2 separate regions of the Mus musculus genome follow, and region 1 is linked to region 2. Evidence: chromatin contacts called from public Hi-C data. All regions are on one chromosome and are shown on one strand. The core of a region is the stretch at or near the end of the contact, and the rest is flanking DNA. Distances in the headings are between cores, read along the strand shown.

Region 1 (6,547 bases), core at 1,819-4,318, 600 kb after region 2:
AGAAAATAAGTTTTCTAGAAAAATGAGAATTTTAGGACTTAGTCAAGGTAGAGATTTTGTAGGTTACAGTAGAATAAAATAAAGTTAAATTAAATTAAATTAAATTAAAATCTCTCAGCTCAGTTTGTGAGGCTCTAAACAAACCCAAAGAGTATGAGGGAGAGAGAGAAATGCAATGATTCTTATTTTATAAAAAAATTACTTAAGTGGGAAAATGGAGTATGTGTGTGCATGCTTCTCTGTCTGTCTGTCTCTCTCTCTGCACGTGCATGTGCATAACTGTATATGTGTACATGCTTGTGTTTTTATATGTTTGTTCTGGAATGGGGGCAGAGAGCTGAGAGTGGGGCATGTTATTTTTAGGTGGTCTGATCTTAACCTAACCATTCCAGTGGGTTAGGCTTAGTGTTCCTAACCCTAGCACCTGGAACCTACCTATTTTCCACAGGAGCCACTCTCACGAATCTTCAGACTTCCTTTTTTCCTTGGAAGTCCTTATTTGTTTCCTTTGGATTGGATGCTGTTAAGGTTCTTTGTATTTCAGATGTGGCACTTTCATATCTGCATCATAGCACAGGTTGAGATCTGTGAATCTGTGACAGGTATTTGCTTACATGGATACGTGGGCACAGACTGTGTGGCATCACTGAAACTGAGGAGAAGCTTTCCGTATGTTGCAAAGCCACACATATAAGGGCTAATTCTGCTACTATATCATAAATTAAACAACTTCAGTCAAAGTTTTATAACCCATGCGAATCTCAATTTCTTTATATCATAGTGACAGAATAGTACCAATCATACATAATGTTTAGTCGTGCAGGTTAAGCAAGACAACATGCATGCAGATAACTTAGAACATTGTCAGTGATGGGATGGTCACTCAATGACTAGTCCATACCATGACCAAGTAGTCAATAAATACTTGTTCCATGTTCTGAATGAGTATTGTCATTAGAGTGCCTTCTATTCAGGTGAATTGTTGCTATTATTTAGTAGTTTCTCTTCCTGATACCTAAGAAAGAAAGATGCTTATGAAAACTTCAGGCATTTAAATGTTTAAAACTTTCTGGACCACAAGAAGAATAAATAGCCAGTGACATGTATAAGCATACTTTGCAAAGTTTCCATGTGATCCAATAAAAACATCCGAGCTTCGATACAACCATTATCTTTAGTACATTACTCAATCTCATCTTTCAACTCTCTGGAAGCATTCCATAGCTATTGTGGATTGATCTTACAAATTGCTTTTGGAAACTGGTCCCAAGATCTTATACCCTATGCCCTCAGCCCTGATTCTACCATTCTCTAAAACATCCTTCTGATGGCCTAACAGTAAGTCAGTCCTCTCTTTCTGGCACCTGTAAGACTGCACAAGGACCTAACCTTTATTTTGGAATCAAAAATGATTGCTTTCAGTTTTGGAGAAGTCAGTCCCTCCCATTTGCTGGAATGAGCTCCAATTTGGAACGACTTGGAACAAGTAGCTTCTCTAGGTGCCTGTAGGAACTTTTCTCTGTTCCTCCACCTACAGGGTAGGGGTGGGGCAGGGATGGGGTGGTTGTGGAGGGTGTTTGGGATAAATTTGTTTGTGCCATAATCTCAAGGTGCTCTGACTGGAAGAAGATAGGAAAACCAGATCCCACATTACAGCTTATTTGCTTGTTTCCCCTTCAGTAATTACATTTCAGCCCCCACCCCATTATTTTAAAAATTAAACAACTAAAGCAGTCTTCCAGGTGTCTTTCCCCACGTCAGCAGCGACAGGGTGAGTGCAGTGCACAGGGGCATATCTATAATTCAGCTCAGGAATATTTTCCTTAATAATTAATCAGGAATCACAAAAGAAGGAAGCCCAATAGGGCCCATGAACAAAGCTGCTGGAGAGTACAGCTACCCAGGTGCCAACTGACCAGCCCAGGACTGATCTGCTCCCGTAGCTGGACCTGTGTACCGTACTGCTTATTCAAACCATAAGGTGTGCTGAGGGAGATGGCCCAAGACCCAAACCTGACCATCACCTTGATTCCCCTCCCACTACACCCTGCCCGGTCTCTGAGCTAACCTTTCTTGTATACCACATCTATGTCCCAGAGACATCCACAAACTAACCACTAATGAAAAAGCACCTAAAGTTTATCTGGGGTGGGGTTGCCTTCCTAGAGACACACTTAGTTGCTTATAGGATAGGAAATGTGGAGTACTTAAACAAACAAACAAACAAACAAACAAACAAACAAACAAGTGGATGGCAGTAAAGTTTGGGGCACTAATATAAAGCCTCTCCAATGGCCCACATGGGCTCTCCAGTTCAGCTTCAATTATCTTTGCAGCAACAGTTTCACAGAGGGGTCAACTCAGCCTTTCAAAAGCTCCAGCCTAGGCCATTTTTAACAGTTTGTCCATAACCCTCCAGCCTCCCTCCTGTTGTGACTTGAGCCTCCTGTACACAGTAGCCTTCGCCGGGGGTCAGACTTCATATTCGACCAGTCTCTAACATATGGTCTAATACATGGGTAAAGTTGATCTTTCTCTGTGCCAACTGGGCCAGCAGCTGAAGCTGCAGACTCTCAGTGTTCCAGGAACGCTGAGACTAAGGTTGGGGTGTACTCACGGGGAGGGGAGGGGGAGGATTTCTGGACCTGCAGTCTGGCCAGAGATGCACCTGAGCCCTACTACCACACCTCTAGGGGTAAACAGATGACCAATGTCTGGGGAGATAAAAGATCAGGGTAAGAAGGGAAGCTGCCCCAAGCTATCCACCCCATTTTCTGGACTGCATCTTTCATCGAAGTCCCTCTCTCCCAGTGTCTCTAGTGGCACCTGTGCTGTGGTCGGTCCTGGACTTCTATTCCAGTTCCTACGGGACACATCTGCCTCCGGGATTTGCTCCTCGCTTGGGGGTGATACCCAAGTGCTCCTGGGATAGTTTCCAGAAGCTAAGCAGTCGTGGGGGCTGGGCCGACGGGTGGGGTCGCAGCGTCGTGACTGTGCCCGCCCAGCCATGCGGGGAGGCACCCCTAGTGACAGCCCCAAAGGCCACACCCTCGGCCCGGCCAGGCCCCGCCCCCGCCCGTGCGCGCTGGCAGCCTGGGGAGGCGTGTGCTGCTCCTGCAGCCAGCTAGAGAGCAAGACTGGGATGGATACTGGAGAAGGAATGCAGGCTTAACAAGTGATCGCTGCTGTCTAGGATTTTGAGTCTTTTTCGGAGAACCTTGACTTCCGTTCCCAGCCCATGTCTGCTGTGCCGAACTCCAGAGGAACCAGAAATCTCCGGGGTCTACCTTGGGGCGTCCCCAATCTCCACCTCTGGGCTCCAGTAACGAGGACTCTGCAATACCCCCTAGCCCCCTGGCCAAGACAACCGAACTTGTTCCGTGGATATTTGGGATCCTCCACCTGCCAAACCTGAGCGATTTTTTTTGTACTGCGCCCCCACCCCCAATGATTCTGCCCCTCCTCCAGCTGTTGCAGCGTGGAAAAGGGGAAACAAATCACCGGGGGGGATTTTTTTCGTCTATTTTTATTTTTCGCACTTGCTGGGAATGGTAAGTATGAGATCTTTCTTATCTTTCCTTCACCTTACTCTTTTGGCTGTTGAGAAACTGTGGACATTTGAGGAATAAATAATATTGAGAATGTGACAGAAGGACATGAATGGAAGGCGGTTAAAAATAAACCAGGAGGTGGGAGAAGGGAGGTGCAGATGCTACGCGGCGCTCCAGGGGCAACCCAGGGGATGGGGCGAGTGCGCCCTGCTTAATGTGCCAGAGCGGGAACCCAGGTCTGGAGGCTAGGGCGCAATTAAAGATGTCGTTCCCCCAACGAGGTGGGGTTTAGATTCAGCATCATTTTCGTTTTGCCTGATCCCAGCCTCACCGTTCCTCTCCTTTGCGAACAGCTGATGAGCCGGTCTGTATTGTTGCCTCTCCCAACATTCAGATGGCATGCATTTTCAGAGTGTTTGAGCAGTCCACAGGGACTGGATAAATGGTGTGCGTTGAGTTGATGTACGTGTTTCTTGGTGTTGGTTTTTCTGATTCTATCACCTTTTTATGTTTTAATTTTGTCCCTCTCTGCCCTTCTCCCAAATTTGGTTCAGGTACCACCCTAACACAGTTGCAGAAATTAGCATCTAGAAAGGAAAGCAGCCTTGTTGTTGTTGGGTAGGAAGGGAAGAGGGAATGCTTGTTGGTATTTGGGAACATAGAAGCAAGAATAGGTGCCCTGCAAATCCTATTAGTTTAATGGTGTTAAGAAGGTCTCTTGCATAAAGTCTGCTTGATTCTCCTAAGAAGAATACCTGGAGAAAGAGAGATTTTAAATCAGCTTGGTTTGTTTGAAAAAATGGTTTGGTGGGTTTACAATTTGTCTTTTCTTTCTGTCTTCCTTCCTTCCTTCCTTCCTTCCTTCCTTCCTTCCTTCCTTCCTTTCTTTCTTTCTTTCTTTCTTTCTTTCTTTCTTTCTTTCTTTCTTTCTTTCACTTTCTTTTCTCTATCTCCCCTTTCCCACCATGCCTCCCTGCTTCACTGCCTACTTACCTCTCTCCCTCCCTTCCCCCTTTCCTTCTTTCTGTCTCTCTAGGATAGTAAGGTAACTAGTAGCCAATTGAAAGGAAAACAGTTTTCTTTTTGAATGTCAAAGAGTTAGAAAAATAGTAATTAACAAGCCTAAATAAATAAAAGAATAAGGAAGCATTTGCTGTAGAACACAATGAAGGCAGTTCCAGAGCTTGTAGAAGTTACAGTGAGCTGGAAGACCCTCAAATTCATGACATTTGGGGGAGTTACTTGAGTAGAAGAAACATCTTCACATTTGTAAATCTATGGGTATGTCAGTTATTCAGGGCTTAAGTGGTGTCTGTACAAACTGTTTGTGGGTGCTGAGAAGTTGAACACATTCTCAGGCTTTTTGGATTCTGTCAATCTTAAAAAGATGTTGGCTGACATTCCACAGTGAACGTAGTCATAAGGTGGTTTTGTACACAAGGCCTTAGAGGTTTCACCACGGTAAACACTTATGAATGTAAGATGATGTGACCAGGACAACAGAAGAGGGGGGTGTTGCTAGGGATAACTTCTGAGGTGTATTTTCTGGAGTCTTTTGGTTTCAACCAAGGGTGTGTGTGTGTGTGTGTGTGTGTGTGTGTGTGTGTGTGTGTGATGCCCTGTGTTTGCCATTTAAGTTATGGGACCAACACTCAAAGTGAAGAGCAGCAGGTGCTCAAGGGTAGAATCCTGTTAATGGCTTCAGAAAGCCATGGCTCTCATGCCGCCGAAGTGTTTCCAGTAATAGAAACTAGAGGATGCCCAGAACTCTACCTGTTATCATCATTGCCAATTCTCTGGCTCATTTTCTGTATTCTTAGAAGTCCTCTTGGCCAGAGTAAATGGAAGAAGCAGGTGGTCAGAGTTAGGGGCAAGTTTCCTAAGTCCTGGCTGAGGAGATAAAGTCAATGGACTTAGGAGAGCAAAGTAAGAAAAGAGGGCCAGGGATAGCAGATGAGGCAGAGAGATTGGGATATGAAAAAAAAATGTGTGGTGAACTGGAGGGCGAAAGAACAGGATACAGTGAAATGGGGGGTGGGGTGGGTAAAGTGTGTACTCTAAATGCTGCATCCACATGCTTCAGAAGACTATATCAGGTGAACATGACGGCACTTCAAGGAGAGGGGATGGTTACCAAGAGAAGTGGGAACTGAGATCTGCTTCTAGGCCGTGGGTGGTAGGGAGTGTTCAGGAAGCTGGAGTAGAGAAATAAAAAAAAACAACAACAACAACAGGGGCTTGTTTCATGGAGTCAGAGAATGCCAGGTTCACACAGGCATTGTCTAGTGTCATAGTGACATATCTGTCCAAGTTCTGTCTTACCCCACCTCAGAGAGCATCGGCAAAGACTGTGAATTTAGAGAGTGGGTAGATAGATGACAGCCTAGTTTAATGCTGTGTTATCCATAACTGACATATCTGTTGCTATTTACTATGTACATAGACAGTGTGCTATCCTGAGAGCATCCATGATCTCCATGGATCCTTACCAATGTGGGGTAAAGGGGATTGATTATGTTGTCTACATTTTATGATTAGGAAATTGATGATCATTCAAGTAGTGGAGTCTAAACTGAAGAAAAATGTTTTATTTCCCCACTTCTTTAATCCCAAGAAAAAGAAAAATGTAAGGGTACTTAATTCAGCAACATTCCATGAGTGAAAATTTTAAGGAGAATTCCTTGAGATAAATGAATACTGGAAACAGCTGTAAAGTCAGAGCATCACTGTTGTGGAATGAAGAGGATACTATTGAGAATTAAACCTGGCATTGGTGAAGGGGCAGAGGAAAGCAAGAACCGTGTGGGTTGAGAATGGACAGGACCTAAACAAATGAGTTGCCACCAAACAGACTGATCTGAACCAATGACAAAAGAAGAGAGCAAGGTGGATGCTGAGTGGGAGAGATTTTAGAGCAGCCTGCCCCGTATTCTTGAAAAGTTATGGTCTCCTGGTGTGTGTTTCATGATTTGCCTGAGGACAAGAGCAGTGTATGT
Region 2 (6,737 bases), core at 2,469-4,968:
TGTGAGAATGTATGCTTTTCCCAAGTAGCTCCAAATTCTACAACGTTTTCAGACCTGGGAACATGGTGTCAAAAGGCTTAGTATAGTATGTAAAAACTGATAGCAAAACTCATGCAAACCTGTTAGAATGGATATTAAAACTGAAAATACATTAACCCATGCTCAGCATTTTTAAAATTTCCCCTAGTGTAGTGTTTAAATACAGCTGGTTTGTAGCTCATATGTGTAAGGCTGTAGGTTCAATCCTTAGCACCACAAAATAAATTTGTCTAGCTCATTATATGCTCATAAAAGCTCATTATAATATTATTAAATTATATTCATAATAAATATATCCACTATTTGTAATAGTACATATAATATGTCTGATACATGCTAGACATCGCTTACTAAAATTGTAAGAATTAATATTTTGTAAATTTCTAAGATTTTCACATCTTCCTTGCTTGCCATTATTTCTGCTACTAGCAAAGCTAAATCAAATTTACCTTTTCCAGTATACTGATTACACAACTTTTCAAGAAGTAAAATTTCATCTATTCTAGAATGTCGCAAATCGTTCTGAGTCACATACCTTGTAAATCAAAAAGAAGTTTTAAATAAAATGAACCCCCAAATTATTCTTGCATTTATTTTGAAGGTATCACAAAAAAGACATATCCAAGGATCAGATTAATCACATGGGTCCCTTTGAGACCATATCTTGACAAACTGTCTTTGCAAATATTTAGGTGCCAATTTACTCAGCTTTCTTTTCTCTTGCAGTATTACTGTATTCAAAGAGAAAAACCTTCAAATGGGCCAGACACAGTATAGTCAGTGTTCAGTTTCTGGTTGAACACTGAGAAAATAATTTTGTGAAAAAGTCTTAAATTTCTAGAAACACGAACAAAAATGCCTTTAAGCTGAACTATTTTACCTACATGGAAAGTTCTGATTTACCCAACACCAGCCTTATGACGTCACTTCCTTTCTTGCAGACCTGGCATGGATTTTTCTTCATTGTTCATTTGACTTTCTCACTGATGCGCTCCGTCCTTTGCTTTTTCATCTGTTGATTCATGTGGTCATTTAACAACCATGTCCAAGTGTCTTATGTGTGCACTGTACATTTGTGTGAGGGATAGAGAGGAATATAAGGCATAGATGGACAACCTTGAGCAGGAGGTACAATAAATACACACAAAACTATTTTTAAAAGTGAGGACCATCAGGATTCAGGAGTTTAAAAAGTAGTTTGTTGTTGAGTATTTTTTATCATATCTTAGTGGTAGTGCTACTAGCCACTCTCATTTCTAGTGATACCTCAAATTTTGATGGAAAATAATTATAAAAAACTTGAACAGGTTGAAGACAAAAGGAACATACATAGCTGTGTGGTTTTTTTTTTTTCATGAGATTCACATAATTTCATTATCCAAAGAGAGTTAATGATTGTATTCCTTTAAAGAGTTGTAGGACTAACCTTGGCTTTAGTGTGCTCTGTTCCAGGAGTCTCTCTTACAGGAGGCTGAGCGTGAATTCCAACAAAGCACTGAACATTTAGGGGAAGCGTCATTTGCTTCTAAGCTTCTATCTAAACTTCTGCCAGTCTCCCTCATTTTCTTCCCTAAATGTATTCTGAGGAGATATTTGCAGGGATTTACAGTGAGTATCAGGAAATGCATGTGGTCTGCATCCGATCATTTTGAAAGTAAGCTTTTAGAGTATGTACCTCTACTTGTGGATAATATCTCAATTTGGGAGTTCAAATCCACTTACTGAAAATTATTTGAAAAGTGACTTCCTCTTGTTCCTGACTTACTGCTTAAATTCATTTACATTTCTCCAGTTTTTTTTTGGTTTTGTTTGAACAAGTTTGGCTTTAACAGCCTAATGGAAATAAAACTTATCAACCCAGGTACAAGTTGGTCATTGCTGGATAATTAATTATTTATAAGCAGGGACCCAGTAAGTTTGGTTTTCTTCTTATATTGAAATTTTGTTTTAAATATTATTTTCCTCAGTTTCTCCTACTCAAAAAATGATACAAATTCCCACCAACTTTGTAAAGAACCACACACTTGATTTTTAATCACATTAAATATCCTTTAAAATGTGCCTGTAAAACAGAGCACATTGTTATTTATAGTCAGTGTGCCCATATTTAGATCTCAAACCATATTAAATTAGTATGACTGTTTCAAGTAACGATTCAGTGTGTGTGTGTGTGGGGGGGGGGGGTTAGTGCACAGTGATATTAGACTGATCAAATCAGTCTAATTAGTCTTAAAATTCAAACTGTTTACAAAAGAGGAGTGTATTGCTAACTCTTCTGGGAGACAAAATCTAATAACTTAAAAGAACAAGTTTCTAGTCAGTGTTCATGGTTGGGCTGAAAACCAAAAGACAGCAAAATATGAAACTGCCCCTTCACCTCATCTTTGGCATCCTTTAATGTCAGTGTCACTTGCTGTGATTTGTGCTTGGCCAGAGAAGGCACTGTCCTTTCCCCTCAGCCCATCAGGCAAGCACTGACACTCTGGGCACACTATACAATGAAAGTACATCAGTAAGCCCATTTCCCCTTCATTTCTGCATCCTGAGCAGAAGAGATGGACTACTTAAAATTCAAGTGTCAGGAAAGTCCATTGTAAAAGGGAAATATTTTCAAGCGAATTCCGTTTGATCTTTTTTTTTTTTTTCTTTAAATAAGGGGCTCCTTCTGCCTCTCTCCCTTCCTTTCCAGACCTTGGAAACCAATTAGTCTCAGCACAGAGGCTACAGGCCAGGTTGAAACGGCTCCTTTTTAATTTTAGGGGATATAATTTCAGCCAGGACGTCTAGTCAGTTGTCATGTAGTATACAAAGCACAGGTTTCACTCTCGTGCACATACATTGGTGTTCCCTTCGGAGAATGCAGATTTTCTTTTCTTTTCTTCTTTCTTCTTCTTCTTCTTTTTTTTTTTTTTTTTTTTTTTTTTTTTTTGAATCTGACTCCTAGAAAGGAATTAGATCTGGTCGCCGTCCAAATCCTTCGGCTCTGACAGTGGCATAACATCACAGGGCCACCTCATCTTTCAGACAGCCGTGCCAACCAAGTTTTCTAAAAAGCCGTCTGTCCCACCATTTCAGCGGCTTTTCCTATCCTTACCCCGCCCTCCTTTTGCATACAAATCCTAGTGTTCCGCTCCCCTTCCCCGCCAGGTTTCCAAAGTAGCAGAGAAAATTGGAGTAACTTCGATTTATTTATTTATTTATTTATTTGAAGAGCGTGTCTTTGGGAAAGGGAGAATGTGATTCAAAGGGGCGCGGGGGTGTGGGTGCGGAAACAATTAAAGCCTTTGCCTGACTTCACCTTCTTATCCTGAACCTGTCTTAATTCTTGAAGGTGAAAAAACACCAGCTGGGTTGGCCTTTTCTTTCTCAGGAACAACATTACAGAGCCAAAGTGGGGTGTGTGTGCCTCTGGCTCTATGAGAGGGTTTAGGAGAGGGAAGCCTTGATACCCCATAGGAAAGTCTCAGTTCAGCAGTGTGGAGGGACCCTGGGGTCGCCCCTCTTGTGAGATCTTAGTGCCCCAGTCGCTCCTCCTGCCCCTGCAGCGAGTTCTGCGCTTTGGAGCTGTGCCAGGACCTCTGACAGAGCCTGGCAGGTTCATGAGTGGGGGGCGGGGGCTTGGTGTTCTCTTTGCAGAAGACGACCATCTGGGGGGCTCCCTTATTTTCCTGGCGCTCAGTGGCCCGCCCCCATCTCCCCGACCCCTATCATTTTAACGCTGATCACACACGATGGTGAACTTGCAGCTCAGCTTCCTGCCGCCTGCTTGACCCAGGGAGCACCAGCAGCCTGCGGGCCTCGCCCTCCGCTCTCCCTCCTCTCCTGGAAACCCCGCGGCCTCGGGGCGTGGGTGGGGGGTTCGAGTGGGCCGGAACTACGGCAGGGGCGTGCAGGGCGCGGGGTCCCAGCGGGGAGCTCACAGCAAGCGGCGCCTGGGCGGCCCTGCTTCCTGGAGCTGTGCTCCTTTGACCCCAGTGGCAGTCCCTGTCACTGCACCGCTCGCGCTCCCTTCGCTCGCCGCGCCCTCGCTGCCTCTCCTCGCCCCCTCGCTCCTTCTCTTCCCAGATCGAGGCTGCTCCGGTCCTCTCCACCTCCCCACGCAGCGACCCCGCGTCCCGCTCGCACCGCGCCCCTGTGCTGCCCTCCCAGGCCCTGGATCGGCGGCGGGGACCTCCGGGGTCGAAGGTTCTGGCCCGCCCGCGCCCCTCGCCCCTGCCGCCCCCAGCGCTGCTCCAAGCCGGCTCGGGTTGCTTGGCGATGGCTCGCCCGCACACCGGGCGCTGAAGGCATCCCGGGGACCCGGAGCGCAGCCCGGGAAAGGTAATCCGCCCGGGGAAGGGAGGCGGAGGGCGGGGGAGGGGGGAGGAGGCGGCCGGTGCCGGGCGCGAGAGGAAGGGGAAAAAAAAATGCACACACAAAGCGGAGCCCGGGTGAGAGGTGCCTTGTCAGAGGCGCGTGCGAGGGCGCGGGGGCTGCGGAGCGCGGCGGCCCCGCCGACCCTGAGGTTGGCCGACTGAACACTCGAGGACCCGGGGAGAGCAGATTTGTCTCCCCCGAAGCCCCCAACAAGCGAGAGCGAATTTCTTTACGTAGCTGTCCTTCTTCCCACTCCCCATCTCGCCCCCTGTTCTCCCTTCCCCCCAGCCCTCGGCCACGGACCTCTCGGGGTCCCCACCTCCCTGCCCCCTCCTCCGCCGGGTTTCTCAGGAAGGTGGTGGCGGCAGGGGGAGGGGGTTGTCCGCGAAAGCCTGCGGCAAAGCCCCGGGGCAAGGGATGGGGGTGGGGCCCGGGAGTCCGAGATCTGTTTACTAGAAAGTCCCAGGGTCGTGCGCCGCAGCTGCCCCGGCCTAGGCCCGGGTGCATTGTGTTGGCCCGAGCCCTGTGCGCCCGCGGCGGCCCGGGGCCAGGTGCAGTGGCCGGACGGCTCGGTGCAGCTTTGTGCTCCGGCCGCCCGCGCGCGCAGCGCTCCAGCGCGGAGCTCTCCGCCAGCCCCCGCGCCCGGACCTTACTCTCCGGTCTCGGCGATTGCTGCCTGCCGAGCGAGAGGGCTGGGAGGCGGGGTACGGCAGCGTGGAAAAGTAACCGTAGCCGCCCAGTTTCTTTTCTACCTAAGCAGTAGTTGTGTGGATCTCCCCCTTTACCCCCCAACCCTATTTACATTTACATGTGGCAAGATTCTCTTTTAAAATCTTTTGAATTTCGGGCTTTTGCGGCCTAGGAGGTGAAGGGAGCATTTTTTTTTTTTTAACCTAGAGGTTCGAGAGGGCATTGAAATCCCCCAGCAAGAAAAGAGCACGGAAAGATAAGCAGTGGGGTTGATTTATAGCGCACCCCACAACACACCCGGAATTAAGAGTGAATGCGGGTCATGAAAAATGTGTAATTGATTTGTGATGGTAAAGACACTAACAGGTCAGGCTGGGAAAAACACACAACTTTAACTGGAAGGGAAAGACTTCCAAAGAGGGGGCAAGGCGGTGGCCTCCACATTCTCCTCCAGCCCGATGGCTGGCTGGATCTCTTCCCTTCCCAACTGTTCCCGGGAGGAGCCTGGCAGCTCCGGGACTCAGAGCAAAGAGGCAGCTGCTTAGGGTACGGACTCGGGCTCTGGTCTGTATGCTCGGAGATGCCAGTGCGCTTCGGAGGCTTCCGTCCCAGACCTGGGGTTAAGATGCCCCACCGAGGATGGCAGCGACGTCAGAGCCCGTTTTCTACGGCGGTCTTCAGTCGGTGTCCCGCTGGGAGAGAGGAAGGTGGGGGAAAATGCTTAACCGACCCTGGGGGAGAAAGTCTACTGTCCTTCGTGCTGCCTCCACCGCCGGCAGTGGCGGTGCCCAGCGGGTACTCAGCGTCTACGGAAAGAGGAGGGAGTTGTGGCCAGGACCAGGCAACGGGAGCTGTTGACAGAGCAGGGCATGTGTGTGTGTGTGTGTGTGTGTGTGTGTGCGCGCGCGCGCGCGCGTGTATGTGTGTAGTAGCTGCAGCCCCCCACCTCATCTGCCCACCCTAGATTTAAAACAAACAAACCAATCCAAAGTAGAGAATTCTGCGTCCCCCCTCGCCCCACCATATATAGACCCCACGCTTTGTCAGAGGCTCAGGAGAAAAGTCGTGCCCTCCCTCTCCGAAAGAATGTGCCAGCTGGGTGTCAGCAGTGCTGGAGACAAGTTCAGGTGTAAGTGTGAAGGGAAGGGAGGGAGCTTAGTGGACAGAGGCACGTGGAACTTTTTTAGCATTTCCAGAAAAATAAAGAAGCGGTGCAGCCACGGTTTGGACAGCGTGTGGGCATCGCTCCCGCATGCGGAGATGAGTAACTGGAAATGGGCATAAAAGAGTAGGGGCGTGAGTTAAGGTTCTCGATCCGCGAGACAGAGGGAGGAGAGAATGAATTTTGGCGGGGTTGGATCAGGAGCGAACTCCAAAGTCCCTCCACCCAGTAAGTGAGGTGGCTATCTTCCTAACTCAAATGAGCACCATTATTTAAACAAGGAAAGCGAAATCCAGGGCTCATTTCTTCTGGGTTTGGCGTAGGCAGCACGCGAGTACAGAGGTCAGAAATGGTTGCTTTGAAAGTTGAGGTAAATCGGACTTCTGGTGTCTAGGAGGTGGAGACAGTTATTTAAGCCTTCAGTGTTTAATCCCCTCCTTGCCAGCAGACTTTAAGAGGTTTTCCAAGTGGGTTCCTGGAAAAGAAAATT

Evidence for each region. A called contact is a pair of places that touch in the nucleus more often than the background predicts.
Region 1: a Hi-C map of cortical neurons shows a contact between it and region 2, with 4 times the contacts expected there. The contact joins the promoter of Kcna4 here to the promoter of Mpped2 in region 2. A contact is called at or near these places in 1 of 484 Hi-C or Micro-C datasets (cortical neurons), 1 of 115 datasets of contacts at active chromatin or transcription factors (cardiomyocytes) and 1 of 9 other capture datasets (liver).

The regions. Positions count from the first base shown.
Region 1 is chr2:107,287,521-107,294,067 of GRCm38.p6, forward strand. Kcna4 (potassium voltage-gated channel, shaker-related subfamily, member 4) reads left to right here and starts at 3,069. Exons shown (of 2, transcript NM_021275.4): 1 at 3,069-3,551.
Region 2 is chr2:106,689,463-106,696,199 of GRCm38.p6, forward strand. Mpped2 (metallophosphoesterase domain containing 2) reads left to right here and starts at 3,719. Exons shown (of 7, transcript NM_001143683.2): 1 at 3,719-4,359.